2 separate regions of the Mus musculus genome follow, and region 1 is linked to region 2. Evidence: chromatin contacts called from public HiChIP or PLAC-seq data. All regions are on one chromosome and are shown on one strand. The core of a region is the stretch at or near the end of the contact, and the rest is flanking DNA. Distances in the headings are between cores, read along the strand shown. Region 1 holds the start of Kctd15 (potassium channel tetramerisation domain containing 15). Region 2 has its middle 72 kb from the start of Lsm14a.

What was found. HiChIP or PLAC-seq counts read pairs in DNA pulled down with a chosen protein or histone mark.
Region 1: an H3K4me3 HiChIP or PLAC-seq map of embryonic limb bud shows a contact between it and region 2, with 4 times the contacts expected there. The contact joins the promoter of Kctd15 here to the enhancer-like site in region 2. A contact is called at or near these places in 5 of 39 promoter capture datasets (cancer-associated fibroblasts, cranial neural crest, neural stem cells and 2 more), 9 of 484 Hi-C or Micro-C datasets (bone marrow-derived macrophages, cerebellum, cortical neurons and 4 more), 21 of 115 datasets of contacts at active chromatin or transcription factors (craniofacial prominence, differentiating embryonic stem cells, embryonic basal ganglia and 12 more) and 3 of 9 other capture datasets (adipose tissue, liver and pancreatic islet).

Annotation. Positions count from the first base shown.
Region 1 is chr7:34,651,517-34,657,673 of GRCm38.p6, reverse strand. It overlaps Kctd15 (potassium channel tetramerisation domain containing 15), which reads left to right and starts at 3,276. Exons shown (of 7, transcript NM_001360820.1): 1 at 3,276-3,427; 2 at 4,992-5,090.
Region 2 is chr7:34,458,415-34,464,208 of GRCm38.p6, reverse strand. No RefSeq gene overlaps it. Among named protein-coding and RNA genes, the nearest start is that of Lsm14a, 72 kb to the right of the region's middle. Within about 2 kb of position 3,953, at least 6 of the 459 cell types and tissues checked have an H3K27ac peak or open chromatin away from gene starts, as enhancers often do. A contact at or near this core is called in differentiating embryonic stem cells and embryonic limb bud, where this site is marked.

The sequences.
Region 1 (6,157 bases), core at 2,027-4,526, 190 kb before region 2:
GCCTAGATTCATCCAGTTTCGTCACTTGGACTGTAGTAATGAAAGATATAGTCCACAAGATGTCTCGGCCTGTTTCCATCCTGATTACATATTCTCAATTTAAAAACGTACCCCTGCTGCATTGGATACGACAGACCACTAAACACCTATTGTGGGCTATGCCAATTTCTCTTGGTGTAAGAGGTAGTTGACATTTAGCTAGAAACTTAAAAAAGAAAAAAAGCTTTATTTTATTCTTGGATATGCATGGGGGCGGGGGGGGGGGGTGCAGATGCCCTCGGAGGCCAGAAGAGAATGTTGGGTCCTCTGGAGCTGGAGTTACAGGCAGTTGTAAGCTGCTGTGTGGGTGCTGAGAACTGAATTCCTGCAGGAGGAGCATATGGCCACAACTAGTGAGCCATCTCTCCAGCCTTAGCCAGGAACTTTTAAAACACCTGAGACAAAACTCAGACCGAAGCTTACCCTTCGTGACGCACACAGAGCTCAGCCATTCGATGAGAGACGATAGACGGTGGAGACAAAGACCGGGAGCATCAAGGAAATAAAGGTCCTTCAAAATGGTCAGCCCTTGTTCTGATTAAATTGTGCATTTTTAATATAGTTGGTATCAAGTGGAACTTAAAAAAAAAAAAGAAACATGTGGGAATTTAAAATAAAGTGAAACCTGCTATTTTTCAGGGTCAGCAGTATCACGGTGAGATTTGTCTCTTAAACAATGACACTTGCTATCTCTGGAGTTCTATGAATACTTTTGAAGTGTCATATTAAAACCAATCTCGTGGCCTTGAGGCAAGGGGAAGCAATTAGTCGTGGAGTTGTGAATAAATAAAAATCCATTTATACACCCGTCCTTGACATGTGCCTTGTGAATCTTAGAAACTTCATCTAGAGGGAAAAGAAATGTTAAATCATGAATACCAGTCCTAATCACATTGCCATGTGGCTTCCTAAAACAGTTGAGTTTATTCCAATCTTTTAAGTATGAATTTATATGTATGTATTCACCCGTATTGAACACAAAACAAAGACTCACCCACAGCCATGCAGGTGACAAGAAGAGAGGGGGTACTGAGGCCCGTCGGGCGGTGACAAGCAGTTTTCAGAGCGTCACTCCTCAAGTGAGCCTAGCATACTCTCCTGGCTCTCCCTGTTTCAAAGCCTAGGAAAGGTTTTCTCTCTGAAGCTGAGGGCATTCACATAGCAGCTTGCTCTACTGAGGTCACCATTCTTGCAAAGTGCTTTTCACCTCATTCTAAGGGTCAGCTTTTTCAACACTGGGGGGGTTTACTGTTTCTAAGTTCTACTACCTTGAGCTGTCCAAAGCCTGGGGAAGCCAGCAAAGAACTGAGCAGACCATCCAGCCGAACAGGACCTCCCTCACCTGCATGCTCACCAGAAGAGTAGCACTGTTTAAGCAAAGCTGGGAGCTAGTCCAGGGTGGTTTCAGAGCCTGGGAAGCAAACGTGGGCGACCATGGGCCCCCACAGCACAGATCCCTGACCTACTTCGCGGGCCCCTTTCTGTTCTAGGAGCAGCTTAAAATCCATAAATTAAGGAAATTAACTGATGGGGCCTGCGGCATCTTTGTAAGCTATTTAAATCTATAAATTTACAACATCTTCTGCATATATCAAGTAATTGAACTAACTGCGGGGATGTAACTTTAATGAGAAAATTTCCCCCTTCTCCAGTAGTTTGAGATAATAAATAAATAAATAAATAACTCCCTCAGGAGGAAAGTTTCTTATTCCCGCGTGAAGTTACAGACGCGCGGACGGATGCTCTCTCCGCACTAGAGGTCCCCTGAATAAGGGGAGACTGGGTCCTCTCCCCAAGCCCCCACCCCCATTATCTTTCTCCAGTGTTCCCGTCTGGCCTCGAGAGCACCCCCAGGAGTTTGGCCAGTAGAGGGCGCCCAGGCCCGGCCGGAGTCTGTAAAGGGGGGCCCGCGCCGCTGCTCCCGGCCGAAGCGCACCCGCCTTCCTAGCCGAAAGCCTGCCTTTGGCCCGGGAGTCCCGGGAACCAGGCGGGGGCGCAGTCTGGGCAAAGCGCACCGGCCGCGATCCGTTTCCTAGGAGCCGAGAAATGGTCGAGGAGGAGGGACGGGCGGGGCGCAAGGGAAGGAGGAGGAGGAGGAAGGGGCAGCGGGGGAGCAGCTAGGGGCATTCTGGGTGCAGGCCTCCGCGCCGCAGGGACCTTTGGCCGCCGCCGTCTCCATCGCGCCGCGCTCGTCCAGGAAATGGCGCGAGTGGCCGCAGGCGACGGGCCGGGTGCCCCGCGCTCCCCTCCCCCGCGGTGGCCACCGCGTGTCCGCAGACGTCACGGCCGGCGCTGCTCCCCGGGAGAGGGGCAGCCGGGGCCGAGACCCGGGGAGAGAGGGAGGGAGAGAGGGAGGTAAGCCGCCTGGCAGCCCAGTTTCTCTCCCCTCCCCACACCAAGTCCCGCCCTCAGCCCCGGGGCGCCGCGGCGGCGGCTGCTTCTCTCCTCTTTGTAACCGAGGAGTCGAGAAATGTGAGAAACGTGCCCTGTGTTACTTATTTGGGAGTCGAAAATTTATGCCCAGCTGAAAGCGCCCGGGGAAATATTACATCAGATGAAATGACAATGATTAAAATCAGCCTCTCCCCCGCCCCCTCCTCGAGCCCGGAGGAGGCCCGGGCGCCGCGTGGCCGGACGGCGGGGGGCTGGGGCGCAGAGGGCGCGGGGCTCGGGCGCAGCGCTCCCGGAAGGGTACTGGTCCAGCCCCCTGGCACCCAGGCACGGGGCTCCGGGACCCACGGGTGGGGATCGCGAGGTGGGAAGGAAGTGGTGGCGGTGGGGAACGGTGCATTTTTTTTTTGTCGCGGAGCGCGGCAGGCGCGGGCGCGCGGAGCTAATTGCGACTCTAATCCTCTGCCCCGAGGCGCAGCCGAGCCCCGAGCCAGGAGTCGCCCGCGCGCGCCCGCTCGCGCTCGCCGCGCCGGGGTAATTTGGAACCGGATCGCTGCCCTTTGCAATCCGGGCTGGGCCGCGGCGAGGCGCACAGGCTACCGGCTGGTTTTGGGGGGCTATTTTCTCCCCTCCAGCCATCGGGGGAGGCCGCTGGAGAGAGAGGGAGGAGAAGAGGTGGGAGCGGCGGGAGGGCAGCCGGAGAGCTGCGCGAAAAGGAGGCGGCGGCGGCCGCGGCGAAGAGGGAGGAGGCGAGGGGAGGGCGGGGAGGGGAGGCCCCGGCGCGGCGCGCCGCGAGGGGCCGCGCGGAGCGGGGGCCGGGGCGGGAGGGGTGGGTGGGGGGAGGGTTGGGGGCGAGAGAGAAAGTAACTCCAGGACGAGACCGGAGCGACCCGCGCGCATCGAGCGCTAGGCGACGGGGCTGCGCCGGGCGCCCGACACCGGCGGCTGCGGGGGGCGGGGGCTGCGCCGGTGCCCGATCCACTGCTCCGGCTCCGAGGTAAGCCCAGCACGGGCGGCCACCGCTCAGTGCCGCACACCCCTGGTTCCCAAAGTGGCTGCAATTCCGAGAAAGTCACTCGGCCCCGGGCCGGGACCTAGGCTGGGGGCGGGGGGGCGGCTGCTTTGTCCCTCTGCTGAGCGCAGGGGCTGGCGGCGTGGGGGCGCCCAGCACAAAGGCCTGGCGCGCACGGGGCGGGGGGGTGCCCACGTGGGCTGGTCCTAGCCGCGGGTGGACCCTCCCCACTCGGCCGGGCTCTGATCATCCTGCTGTGCGGAATATGCGTCCAGGTCCTCCGCACTCTGGTTCCAGTATGGGCTCGAGTGCCCTGCAGAGCTGATGACTTTCCTGAGTCTGAAACCGGCTCCATGCAGCTGGGCTTTCGGGGCTCACAGGACCGGGTTGGCGCCCAATTTATAGAAAAGAAAAAAGTCTCTAACGGGACAGATGTGCGTTCTCTGACGCCCACCCTACGAGTCTCATGCTAGACGCACTGGTGGTGGTTCCAAGCTCAGGAAGGATGTGGGGCGGGGAACGCGCCGCCCCAAGACCGGACCGCGGTCTCTAGATTTCCACTGCCCACACGCACCCCCTCATCTGGATGCGAACACCCTCATTCTCCCACTCTCGCGTCACAGTAGCACCTCTCTACCCTCCCTCGAGAAGCCCCCGACTGTAGAAAGATAAACCTTCAAGTTTTCACTCCGTGTCTCAAATGTGCATGAAGGAATTTAACTGCGCGAGTGAATAACAGCATTAGTTTCAATTAATTTTTTTTAAATCCCGGCAACAATAAACTTTGAGAACAAAAGCGCTTTTACGTCCTTAATTAGGCGAGCTTCCCATCTGTGGTCTTGAAGTGTCTGCCTCTTGATTTAACTTTGTCTCCGCCCCCCACCGCACTCCCACCCCTTCTTCGCTGGGCCCTTCGGGTACCTTGGCCACCCCGCCCGCGGGGCCGGAGGTTCGGCCCAGCGGATCCTGTAGCCCCGAAGTTCACACCGGCCGGCTGGCTTTGCGGCCCCGCTGGCGCGCACCAGGTGGCCCGCTGCGTCCCTCCCGTTCCACCCCTGGACAGTCCTGCAGGCCCCTGGCACTGCTGCCTCGGGCAAGCGCCCTGGGCGTAAGAGCTGAAGGGAACTGGAGAGGCGCCTTCTGTTTACCTTTTATGGTTAAGATAACAGCTTAGCAAAAGAAGCGACTTCACGAAGAAGCGATTTAGTGAAATCGTCTCAAGCTGCCGCAGCTCAGCCAGTTTAATCACCCCCAGAGAGCTGAACAACTGCGAGCACAATGGGACACAAAATCATTTTGTGTGTAAATGAGCGTGGCATTCTGCTCACTTCCCTCTGCTCGGGCGGGCGGGGCTCGGCTGCGGGTGGGCGCGGGACCGGGGTCTCCCACCACAGCTTGGAGAAGCGGGTCAATGCTGGGCCAGTTTGCAAACCCGCTGAGGTCCCTGCAACAGGCGGCTTGGCCAAGCCTCAGCCGCGTCTGGGTCCTGGTGTTTGGTGCAGGGAACTTGTGTCTCTTATCAATTGCACGTCTATGTTTGTGATCTCAGCAGTGTTCTGGGAAGAAGGGTCGTGGTCCACCACAGATGCGTTTGGCAGAGGGAGCAGTGGAGATTCGGGTCAAGGCTTAAGGCCTGGGGCTTCCAATGGTGAGTTTCTGGTTTGTGTTGTGAGAAACAGGCTGAGGGCAGGCTGGGGCAGCTTGGTAGATGGGCGCTTGATGCTACTTGTCACATCTGAGTTGGGTCCTGGTAGTGGAAAAATGTGGTGCTTTGGTAGAATTTGGGTGGGAATTCTATCTCTGTTGACCTTCAGTGGGTGTTCCTTTATGGCATCCTCTCCCCCACCCCCACCCCCCCTCCCAGGACTGGATAACCCATCCCTTGGGTCCGCTTTGGTTTTTCAAAAACTTCCTTGAGGTAAATGACCTGGGATGTCCAAAGCAGGGGACTGAACAGCCACCCAACTCTTCCAGGAGGATAGAACACCCTCCCTCACCCCCAAACAGTCTCAGGTCAGAGAACTTCCCAGGGCAGCGGAGAGGTGAAGCAAATCATAGGAGGGGAGACACTTACCTTCCATTGAATCGGTTCAGTCTATGTACCTCAGACCATGTTTTATCATTGCATGCTGAATGTTAAGACAGAGATCTAGAAGTTTAACAGAAAAAGCACCATGTGGGTACCCAGGATAGCATGTAGTTTTGACACATAAGGGTTAAATCTGTGTCAGAGAAGTCCAGGTTATGTTTGTAGACTTCCCTCCTCCCCTTTCCATGTCTCTCTGTGTGTGTATGTCTGTGTGTATGTGTGTGTCTGTGTGTATGTGTGTGTCAGTGTGTGTGTCTGTGTGTCAGTGTGTGCATGTGCGTGTGTGTCTGTGTGTGTGTGTGTGTGTGTGTGTGTTCCTCTATTGCCCTTGGAGACAACCCGGAGCCAGTGAAAGGGGTAGCTAGAAACCCGCCCTTCCCCACCCCTTCTTCAGGGGCCCCCTGAAAAGCCCCCAGGGTAGCTTCTGGGGACTGAGGCACAATTTTATTTCAGGTGTCTGTGGCACATAGGAAAGTCCCTGAGTAGCTCTGGGGAGGAGGGGAGAAAGCCCATTTGCTGATTGCTGTCTGGCCAGCTCTCAATGCCTCAAGGGCCTGTGATCCTGAGGGGGTCTGGAATACATTAGGCCCAGGCAGCACCATTCTGGGGGTCTATTGGAGAAGCAG
Region 2 (5,794 bases), core at 2,704-5,203:
CTCTCCATCTCCCCTCAGAAAAGAGAAGGGGGAGAAAAGACTTATTTGGGCTTATAGCTTTAGAGACTCCAGCCATTGGCTGGTTGGCCCTTCTGGGCCTGAGGCCATAAGAATGGAGAGACAGAAACAGAATCTGCTCAGCCCATGGCCCGCTTGCTCTAACAAGGCCCAACTCATTGGCTTCACTGTTCCATAGAATGCCATCGAATTACCAATCCATCTGTGGTTCGATCCACTGGTTATGTCTGAAAAGACCCAGACACTTCCTAAAAGCCCCATGGTCTGAGTTGAGACCCAGCCTTTAGCACATAAGATTGCTCCGTAACCAAATCACTTTTCTTCCTAAGTTGCGTATGTCAGATACTTTGTTACAGTGAACGCCATGTTAAAGAATACAAGTTCCCATCTCTCTGGAGACAGCTTCTCTAGTCTTCCTCACCGACAAGCCTCTCATTCTGTCTCCCCCGTTCATCCATTCCCCAGCCTGTCTTCATCCACTCCAGCATGTGCTAAGCAGGAGTCTGTTTCCACAACCCAACCAATCTGTCCTCCAAGGGAGTGCCATCTTGCTAAATTAAACAATTTTTTTTCTTCATCTTTGTATTCCCCCCACCCATTTGGGGGATTTTTTTTTTTTTTTGGTTGTTTTTGTGGTGGCAATGGTGCTTGTTTACTTTGCAGGACAGTATTTTGGGCTGGACTCATGGTTCCATTGTTAAGAGCACGCCTTACCTTCCCAGAGAACCTGTGGTGGTTTGACTGAGACTGGCCCCCACAGGCTCATGTGTTTGAATGCTTGGTCCCGGGTTACTACAACTGTTTGGAAAGGATTAAGAGGTGTGGCCTTCCTGGAGGAGATGTGTCACAGGGGGTGGGCCTTGAGGTTTTAAAAGCCTACACCAGGCCCAACCTATGGATCAGGATACAGCTCTTAGCTACAGGCTCCAGGGCCATGCCTGGCATCAAGGGTTAAATTTTTCATTCCAAGCTGGTGACGCTATTTTAGGAAGTTCTAGAAACTTTAGGAAGTGGGGACATAGCTAGAGGAGGTATATTGCTGGATGTGGATCCTTTGGGAAAGCTCGTCCCTCCCCACTTCCTGTCTCTCATAGTCTACTTCCTATCTATCATGAGGTAAAGACTGCCACAATGTTCTGCCTGAGTGAATGGAGCCTGGCCTTCACGGACTAAGGCCTCTGAAAACTGTGAGCTAAAGTACCTCTCTCCTTTGAGTTGCTCTTTGTGGTATTTTAGTCACTGGAAAAAACAAACAACCAAACCAAAACAACAACAACAGCAACAAAACTGATAATGACCGGCATGCTTAGCCATGCCTACTGCAAGAGCAAAATGAAATAGATAACTATGCATTCTCAAGCGACTGCATTCAGGAAATGTCAAAGGTAAAATAAGAACCTAACACACTCATCTCGCCTTAGATTTAATTAATTCTCTTTAACATGACCACTTCGAAACCTGCATAAGTGAACGCTAACTCATCCTACTGAAGTAAAAGAGGAAAGGGCACTCGCTCCCTTAAAGAGCTCTCTTAATTGCTTAACAAAATTAACACTCCTAAAATATTTCACGCTTAAATCTTCTCTGGGGAGGCTCAAGTCAGATTTCCTGGCGACGGGAGGCTATAGCTCCTGGGAACTGGAGCAAAATGACTTGTTTAATAAAGTAAGGCAGAGGCAGAGATACCAACGTTTCCGTATATTTTATCAGCCAAACTGAGCTACAGCAAATCATCCTGTGTCAGAGATAAAAACAGAAAAAACAAAACAGTGAGCTGCTCGCTTTCTACAGATCTGGTTCTGTTACTTGAAGGACGTGATCTAAAACAACCTGGCAGGCTCAGCATTACCGGCGGCTCCAGTGTCAGCAAGGGGACTCACTGTGCCCATCTCTGACATGCCGCTAATGTTCAACTGCCACTCACCAGCAGGGGGCACTGCACCAGCGCCTTTCTATAGGCCTTTCTGGAGACTGTGAAACACTCTTTTCAGAGGGTTGTAGGGTGGAGGAAGCAGAGATAGCATCATCTCAGACAAATACATCCCCACACAACCAGAAGCACATCTCCACGTGGGCCTCCACGGTACTGTCCGCTGGAGGATTTCTGAGGCCTGGAGCAATGGAATTATACACGGCATCATGGCCACGAACAACAAATCTTTCTGTTATCCTTCTGAACGTTACAGAAGGATTGCGATGTTCAGACTCACTGGAGTTACTCCGTTATTACTACTAGTGGCTTTTTAAGATGGGCTTCCCAACAGTAGCCCAAGCTAGCCTTGAACTCTGTAGCCCAGGTTGGCTTGGAACCCATGAGCCTCCTGTCTCAGGTTCTGCTGTGTTAGGACTACAGGTGTACGTTACCACACCTAGTAAATGCAAACGTTATGTGAAACTCAATATGCCAGAGTCTCCTCAGGAAGAGTTTTCAGCTCATAGTTTACTGGGCCTGAACTATTTTCTGAGTAGGCTCAGCTATAAACCAGAAAAGTAAGCAGATGTGCAAGGGAAAAACTATGGTCTAGGGCCGGTGAAATGGTTTAGCTGTGTCTGGTGGTTGAATAAGAAATCCCCCCCAGGCTTATGTGTTTACGCCCTGGTGAGTGGTGCTCTTGGAGGTTATGGAAGCCCTAGAAGGTACAGCCTTTACTGGACGTAGTCTGTCACTGGGGCAGGCTTTGAGAGTTTCATCACAGACCCTCTGCCGCTCTTGTACTCTGCTTCCTGTATGCAGCGAAGATGTGATCTCCCAACTTCCTGTTCCTGCCACCGTGCCATGCCTCCCCTACTGTCACAGACGCTCCCTCTGAACCCTTAAACCATAAACTCCTCCTTAGGTTGCTTTGGTCATTGTATTTTATCACCACAATGGATAAGCAATTGATACAGCAGACAAAGGTGCTTGCCGCCATGCCAGTCTGCCTAAGTTCAATCCTTGCAGCCCACACTGTGGGAGGGGGAGAACTGAGTTCTGTACTAAGTTATCTTCACACATGCACACACACACACACACACACACATACACACACACACACACACACACACACACACATACACAGAATTAATACATATTTAAATAAACTAATTTTAGTTTTAAAAAGTATGTCTGTTATCAGTATTTAACATGAGCTTAAGCAAATTACCTTGAGTGAATATCACATTTATTAATAGTAAATTTAGGGAAAAATTAGTAAGTCCTGATACATAAGAATTATTATATATTTTACCAAAAGGACTTTAAAGCATAAAAATTATAAAAGGGAACAGAGTGTGGTGGTGCCCCAAGACAATCCCAGCATTTGGGGGCTAGAGAGCTGGCTCAGCAGGTAAAAAGAGGTACTTGCTATGTAAGCCTTACAACCGGAGTCCAGTCCCTGGGTTCTGTGATGGAGAGAGAGGATCAGCTCCTGCAAGTTGTTCTGACCTCCACGTGCCTACACATAGCACACACATAAATAAACAAGCCCAGCATTCGGGAGCTGAGGCAGGAGAATCAAAAAGAGGGAGAAGAAAAAGTAGTTGTCTTAGTCACTGTTCTATTGGCCAGGACAACTCTTACAAGAGCAAGCATATGAATGAGGCTGGTTTACAGCTTCAGATTATCATCATGGCAGGAAGTGTGGCAGCAGGCATGGCAGGCATGGTGTTAGAGGAGTAGTTGAGAGCTACATCCTGCTCCACAGGCAGAGAAAGAGAGAGAGAGAGAGAGAGAGAGACAGAGACAGAGACAGAGACAGAGACAGAGACAGAGAGAGCTGGGCCTAGCATGGGCTTTTGAAACCTCAAAGGCCAACCCCAGGGGGCACACTACCTCTTACAAGGCCACACCTACTCTAACAAGGCCACACCTCCTAATCCTGTAATCCTTTCAAAGAGTTCAGCTCTCTGGTGACTAAAGCATTCAAACACAGGAGCCTATAGGGGCCATTACTGCCACAGTGGGAAGCCTTGAAGGGAAGAAACCATGAAGGGAAGAGGGGAGGTCAGAAGCTGAGCTAAGACAAGAGGTTGTGCAAAAGGAGACCTTTATACAGTCCTGTAGCCATGGGTGATTTGAGATGACCCAGCAGGTCCCTTCACAAAAGTAAAGTCCTAAACTGGAAATCAGAGGTTCTGACACTCCCTCTGTAGACATCTGTTGAACATCTGTTGAACATCTGTTGAACATCTGTTGAACATCTGTTGAACAGAACAGACTTACAGAGTTAGAACAGGCTTTGCTAAGGTATCCATCAAAACCCTGTTAACACGTTTTCCATGTGTTTCGATTATAGCTTATAACATCAAAATGACGTGCACACATTGTAAGACAAATGCTAATACAAGGACACAAGATGGCTCAGTGGTTCAGAGCACTTGCTGCTCCTCCACAGGACCTGGGTTCAAATCCCAGCACCCACGTGGCAGCTCACAGCAGTCTGTAACTCCAGTCCAGTGCAGTCTGTCGACCTCTTTGGGTTTCTGCGGGAACTTGACACACATGTACAGATATGCATGCAGTCGAACACCCACATGCATAAAATAAGTGTTTCTAGCAAGGAACATAAGTAGTCCCACCTGGATATTTCTATTCTCAGCCTTTCCAGATAACAACAATACGGCAGACGTGGAAGCGGGTCAGGAGCCTGAGTGGGCGGTGAGGGTGGGACGATGGGAAGTCAGTGTTCAGCCTCCAAAGGCTGAGAGTGGGAGTAATATCATCTCGCTAAACCACAGAACCGTCAAGAACTCAAGGCAACTGCTCCTCAACATCCCAGTCAGGAGATGATGGGTGTTGGGGGGGGGGGGGGTCAGGGGCGGGGCGGTCAGGGGCGGGGCAGTCAGGGGCAGGGCAGTCGGGGCGGGGCGGTCAGGGGCGGGGTGGCCACAAAAGATCTGCCAGTGTAGAGCTGATACAACACAGAGGAACTCAGTGAGGAACATAGATGGCCCACAAAGCCCTTGGGGAAAATCAACTTGCAGAAATGCTACCGGTGTAGACAGACAAGAGGGCATGATGAGAGAAAGCTTGTCAGCCCCCCAGCCCCAGCCCCACCTTCTGCTGGTAGGAGGCAGCCTGGTGAATGGACATGGCTGCCAACACATGTGGCCTTTTTTGACGAAGGATGAGGAACTTGAAATGCAGCCAAAATACAACACAATTCCAGATGCTCCTCAACATACAATAGGGTCCCATCTTGACAGAGCTGCTTTGTCATAGCTGTGGCCAAACACCTGGCAGAAACAGCTTAATGGGTTTAGCCAGACAGGGGGGCGCACATCTGTAATCCTACAGGCTTACATGGTGGTCATGAAAAGACCTCTGGGCAAATGACAAGTGGCTCTCTTATATCGCATGGTAAGAAAAGACTTCAGGGTCAGAAGAAATCTTGGTGTGGACACAATATCATCAGGGAAATTCCAGATGAGAGAGGAAGAAGTGAGTAGCTGGGTTGAGATGGCCAAGGAGACTGGAAGGGGCAGGCAGACACTTGGGGTAACAGGGCCAGTATAGGTGAGCAGGCTAGATAGGTTCCATAAGATCTTCCTCAACCCCTCCCAAGGAAATATACATCAAATACTGTTGCCATTTAAATATTCTTGCTTCTGATGCCTGAACAGTGACAGCTTTAAGAAAGTCTCTACCTATCTCATTTCAGGAAAGAGACACCAGACCCTCCCCTAGCCCCTGCCCCACCACTGCAATAGCCACAATCACCCCACAGACAAGGAACTATAAGAACAAAGAGAGTTTGGTATGGTTGACAACACTCTAAGGTCCCTGCAAAGATGGAGG